2 separate regions of the Anas platyrhynchos genome follow, and region 2 is linked to region 1. Evidence: chromatin contacts called from public Hi-C data. All regions are on one chromosome and are shown on one strand. Each heading gives the region's core, a stretch centred on a gene start, on an enhancer-like site or on the middle of the called end of the contact. The rest is flanking DNA. Distances are from core to core; before and after follow the strand shown. Region 1 has its middle 150 kb from the start of HAS2. Region 2 holds the start of HAS2 (hyaluronan synthase 2).

The links. Hi-C and Micro-C count contacts between places; a contact is called where the count stands out from the background.
Region 2: a Hi-C map of skeletal muscle shows a contact between it and region 1, with 2.5 times the contacts expected there. The contact joins the promoter of HAS2 here to the enhancer-like site in region 1. A contact is called at or near these places in 2 of 8 Hi-C or Micro-C datasets (skeletal muscle and subcutaneous adipose tissue).

Annotation. Positions count from the first base shown.
Region 1 is chr2:12,563,686-12,566,644 of IASCAAS_PekinDuck_T2T, reverse strand. No RefSeq gene overlaps it. Among named protein-coding and RNA genes, the nearest start is that of HAS2, 150 kb to the left of the region's middle. Within about 2 kb of position 1,439, at least 2 of the 8 cell types and tissues checked have an H3K27ac peak or open chromatin away from gene starts, as enhancers often do.
Region 2 is chr2:12,716,898-12,719,607 of IASCAAS_PekinDuck_T2T, reverse strand. It overlaps HAS2 (hyaluronan synthase 2), which reads right to left and starts at 1,378. Exons shown (of 4, transcript XM_005019040.6): 1 at 771-1,378.

The sequences.
Region 1 (2,959 bases), core at 190-2,689:
AAAGCAGGCAAGTGAATGACTGACATGATTCATGCCACTCTGTAATGAAATGGATTAGTTGCCAGTTAGGCCTTCATGAAGTTTACTTGATCTCGAAGAAGGTTGGCTTGGCCTTGATACACTGCCCAAGCGAGACTGCTGCTAAAGGTGAAGACAGGGCACACAACACATGGTCTTCCCTGAAAGGGGCTAGAAATTACAAAGCATTACAGAAAAGCTTAACATAGTTATACAGCAAAATCCAGTAAGCCAAATGTTAGTTGAATGGATGCATTCTGGGTTTGTGCCAAAAACCACCTCCGCCCTTCTTCCTCTAAAGATATCCTTCACAGGTGGCTTGAGTGTATTTCTGAGCCTGTGGTGTGGCTGTGGATTCCACACATGGTTTACTGACTGAGTCAATCTTTATGTATTAACACACACAAGTCAGGTAGAAAGTGAGATACATCATTACAATGCCTACGGCCAGCAAGAAACATGAGTCAATGCAGTTATTTATAGCTAAAGCCCAGTACTTTTTGCTGGGATGTAATATCATACTGAAGCAAGGAGATAATAGTGGCAATGTCACAGCAATTTCTGAGTTTGGGCATTTGGTCCTGCAGTTCCTGAACAAGATGTGCAATTGGAAGTTTTGCTGTTGTGTGGTCATGTGAAATATTGGATTGACATTTGTACCTGACTGATGCAGAAGAAAATAACATGGGTCAAGCAATCAGGGCACAAGTTTAATGAGGACCTTGATGTAAGACAGCATGCCAATTTTATCATCTAACAGGTTAACCTGGGAACAAAACACAAACTTTTGCACTTCAAGTCCAAGACTACTTTTCCATTGGCTTTAGTTCTTTCTGTGACTGGTATTATTCAATCATGAGATGATGTACATAAAAAGGACAAAAGTGGTCCAGACTTCTGAAATATAACAGGGGCTCTGCAACTCTGCCTATATTACACACTTCCTTCTGTGTTGCATAGCACTTTGAAAGTTGTCCTACTTTTAAAATACCTGTACTTTTCTTATATATGCAATATTCATCATATTAACTTTCTTTAATCATGCAACATAGCTATAGGAGAACTTATCTATGCAAAGGTATGTAAGGTTTTTGCTAGGTAAAAGATACTTGAAATTCTTTGAAAAATGATTTATTGCTACACAGGGAACATATTTTCAATTTCAGTAACAAAATGTGAAAATTACAAAGAAAAAAATGTTATATCTGAAAACTTCTCTGTGTAAGACAAATTCTAAAAAGCTTGTGCCATGTATCTAGGTTATATATCATCTGGGTATGTATGGATTCTCTGAGGGATGAATGCTGTGAGCCTTCCAATGAGCAATACAAAAGCGATTCTGGTGGTTTGGGATGATTCCTACTTAGTTTGGCCATTTAAGGATAGACACTATGATCTCACAAAAATGATGAGTTTTGTATGACTCTACTGCCTTTCTGTGGTTTTCTGGCAGCACTGAGTGGCTGCGATCAACAGGCAGAGATGAAGCCAGAGAAGTCTTCCAGGAAAGGGAAAAACCCTCTTCTTGATTCATCACTTTTTTATGCCTGCCCGTTAAGTGACAGCATTTCCTCCAGCAGCAAATGATGACTCCTGGATGATCCAGCAGTGTTGGAATTTCATGTGAAAAAGGTTAATTTCATAGTTTAGTGCTTTAGCCAATGGTTGCCTAAGGTAGCAGACGAAATTGCAGACCTGTATATGGTAGAGATAGCATTAAACTGTTCTCCAAACTATTGCAGTCAGTCAGATGCTGTAAGATTTAGCCTAGAATGTTTCACACATTCATGAGCTAATAGTAGTTTGTGCATATAACTTGTGGAGCTGGAGACCCATTCAGAGTTTCTTTTCTTTTCTTCTTGAAATTCCTCTTTAATAGCATGCCAAGGATAAACTGTGCTCAGTCTTTGTTCTCCGTCCACATTTGTGAAAGTGGCTTAACTTATCTACTCTCTAAAACCATGTGGTAAATGATTTAATATCTGCAAAATTATTTGAAAAAAACAGAGCACTGAAACTGCGCTTTTTACTTTTATTTATTTATTCATTTATTTTTCCAAAAGGGCGAGGATTCACCTCACCAACTGTTCAAACAAATGGAAATGACTTCAAAACTCATCTGTTACTTTCTAATAAGGTTTGACAAGGTTCTTCTGAAGCTGAAGAGTTTCCTGCATCAGGTCTCGTAAACCTCAGCCTGAAACAATTCCAGCTTGGAAAGAAAGGTTGGACCCATTATAGGAAGAGTCTGAATCACAGGATATCTCTAGAAGTCTTTCTTTTTTAACTCCCCATGGTGGTTGGTGCTGCATTACACTGTGCAAAATAAGGTTAACGGCCCTGGATTTTGTATAACAGAAGAAGCACTCAAATTTTGAAGTTTAAAAGGGACAATTCATCACCAGCTGTCTGGGAACTGGAGAGGGGAATTTAGCTACCTCTTTTCCCAGACACGTCAGCTACTGCTGTGGAGTGAAGGTCAGTTATGGCCATATGGACCAGGGAAATCCAGTGCGACTGCTACAGGTGCTCCCCCAGCTGGTGGCACAGCCCCTCTTCTCGCAGGAGAGAAATGGGACACAGAATATATTTTAATTCTACATCAAAGTTGAGCTCTTCAACAGATTGAAAACTTCAAGGTGCATTTCTCGCTCCCACAGCAGTGGGAGTCCACTTGGACTCTGAGCATTAGAAACTGGCATTAGGTCTGGTGATTCCAGACCATGAGGTTGAAACTTCAATACCCATCTTTTACAGAACACAGCAGCCACTTGAGCCTCAGCTTGACTCAGCAAAGGTTGCACTGTCTTTTCTGGTACGTGAGAAGACTCCGTCCCTAAATTGGTTGAGATGATTCTTGTTAAAAGAGGTGACAATATACAGTAGGTTTACAAACAAAACATTTGAAACCTTCTATTTCACAAACCAGTCTGCTAAAACA
Region 2 (2,710 bases), core at 129-2,628, 150 kb before region 1:
GTCGGGGGGGATCCCCCGCTTTGCCACGTGGGGGAGGGAGGGGGCGAGAAGGGGGGCGTGAAGATTGGGGCGGGGGGGGGGGGGGCAAATAGGGGGAGGAGAGGAAATAAAGGAGGGGTCGCGGGCTCCGCTCCGCACCCGCAGATGCCCGCCAGGCGGGGAAGGGGCCGTAATATTGCTCCGGGGCTGCCTCCCCCCGCAGCATCCCGGGGGGGCGACCCCCACCCCAGCCCAGGTTCCCCGCAATTAGGGTTGCGCGGAGGGGTCGGGAGGTCTGGGGGCAGGCTGCAGCCCCCCCTGCTTCCCCCGGGGGCTCCGCGCTGAGACATCTTGATCGCGTTTGTTCCCCCCTCCCTCCGCTCCGGCTCCCAGGCGGGGTTTAGCCCGCCTCCCCCCGGCCTCCCCTCGCTTTCCTGCCTGCCGTCCCATCCCTCCCTCTCCTCTGCAGGCAGGGGAGAAGCCGACCTGGGCTGGGGAACGGCTTCCGAACCTGTTGCTTCATTATTATCATCGTTATTTTCCAAATCGTATCGCTCAGCAATATCTTAAAGGGATTATGCGGAGGGGGGGTCGAAGCTGAAAACCTCATTCATCCCTGCAGCCCTATTCATTGCTGAAATAGGTGTAGCCTAGGCACGGTGAGATCCTTCCCCAGCCCCGCTCCTGTTCTGGGGCTCTGTTCAGCCTTCCTCCCTTGGGGATGGGAGGAGAGGGTCTTCTGCTGCCGAGATGACAGAAATGGGGGCTCGTAAAGCTCGTAAATCACCCACCTTGTTTGTCCTTCTGTCCTTTGGTCATAGAGGAGCTCCAGCCAGCTGTGTGGTCTCACGTACCGTTGCTCCCGCTGAACAGTTTCCAAGTTTGAGGTAAAAAGATCAAATCGCACTTTTCAGGGACTTATTCAGACGCTCAGGAATAAAAAATAATTAAAAAGGAAAATAATAAAAAATAATCATTTAAGGCTATTCAGTCCTGCTCATTTTCTCCCACGTGTTTTCCCTATTACAACGTATTTGTCTTTTTCTGCTTCAGTTTCTAGTTCAAAGTTGTGGGATTTCTTTTTTTTTTTTTCAAATAATAATAATTAAAAAAAAAAAGAAATAATAAATTAGGAGTTAGTTTCTCGTGGTCGAAGCTGAAGATCGTATTTCAAACCCGGCTAGCCAGGAGCCTGGAGAAGTTGCAAGGCAGCGGCAGAAAGTTTGAGATGTAGAGCATCAGATAAAGTCTCTTTGGTGATGCCTTGCTGACCGAGTAACTGTTTCAATGAGGTTTCTCAGCAGCAGCAAACGGGTAATGTTATCCAGACGTCTTTTTCTTTCCTGCTGCTGCTGCTGCTTTTCTGCCTCCTCCACGTTATGGGGTCTTTTTAACAAGTGAGACTTGAGTTGTTTAATAGGCGGAGGATGGGAAGGAGGGAGGGAACTCCTGTAAGGAGGAAAAAAAAAAAAAAAAAAAAAAAAAGCCAACCCTGCCCATTGAAATGATCTCAGCAGCCAAGGACCAATTCAGCGGCTGGAATTCAGCTAGCTAAGTCGCCAATTCTGCAAAGAAACGCAATGCACACACGTTGCCACCACCTGATTTCCTCTTCGTGCCCCCGCAGTTTTGGGGAAGCCCCCCCACCCCCCTCTCCATCTCTGGGCTCGGGGTCTGGGACTTGTCCCTCCCACAGCCACTATTCGGCTGGGACAGCTTCAGCTGCTGCTGGTTTTTATTAATAAGGGAATTGCCTCTATGAATGGATGAACTTTGCAGTTTCCAATTCTGCTTTACCCATTCAGTCTCGGAAGCATTTGCTGGAGTACAACCTGAGGAAGCCCCCCCCCCCCCCCCCCAACTCTGGCATTAACCCCCCGTGCCATTTTTGTTAAAACCAGCCCGGAAACACGTTAGGCGATTCAAGAAGTGGGAAAACGTGTCGTTTTTCTTTTCTTTTCTTGTTTTTTTTCACCAACACTTTTCTCTGGGTGCTCTGTTGCCTGCTCACAGTTAACCGGGGCCGGGCAGGGGCAGCGCAGGCTCCAGCCCACCCGCGGCTGTGCCGGCTTGCACTCATCCGGATGGGCTCCTTCTCTCGTAGCCCTCCCTCAAAACCCTGCAGCCCCCCATTTTCCCTTGAAATGACCGAAAAGAGGCACTAGGTGGCACTGTTGAAGTGAGAGGAGAGGCAGGGCCGTGACAGGAGGCCCGCCGCTCAGCCCCGCCGCCTCCTCAGGGCCCACAAAGGGCGCGGAGGCCGCAATGGGGACGGTCCAGACACCATGGGGAAAGTCAGGGGTGACTCCTCGCCCCGCTTCACTTCCCGGTGTGGGAAAGCTCCTCCTGTCTGCTCCTCGGCGCTGAGGAATAGTAGAATCATAGAATCAGTAAAGTTGGAAATGACCTCCAAGACCCAACCATCCCCCTACCACCCGTGTCGCCCACAATGGTGTAAATCACACAGTCACACAGTCACAGAGTGGCCGAGGTTGGCAGGGACCCCTGGAGATCATCTGGTCCAACCCTCCTGCTGAGCAGGGTCACCTAACACATTTTTCACGATGGCATCCAGGTGGGGTTTGGATATCTCCAGAGAAGGAGACCCCACAACCTCTCTGAGCAAATGGTGTAAAGTTGGCAGCCACCTGCATTGGAGGTTTCCCTGGTACCTTGGTCAGATTTTTGGGTGTGCTCAGCTGTTGAGAGATTTTAAGATGAGCCTGGAAGC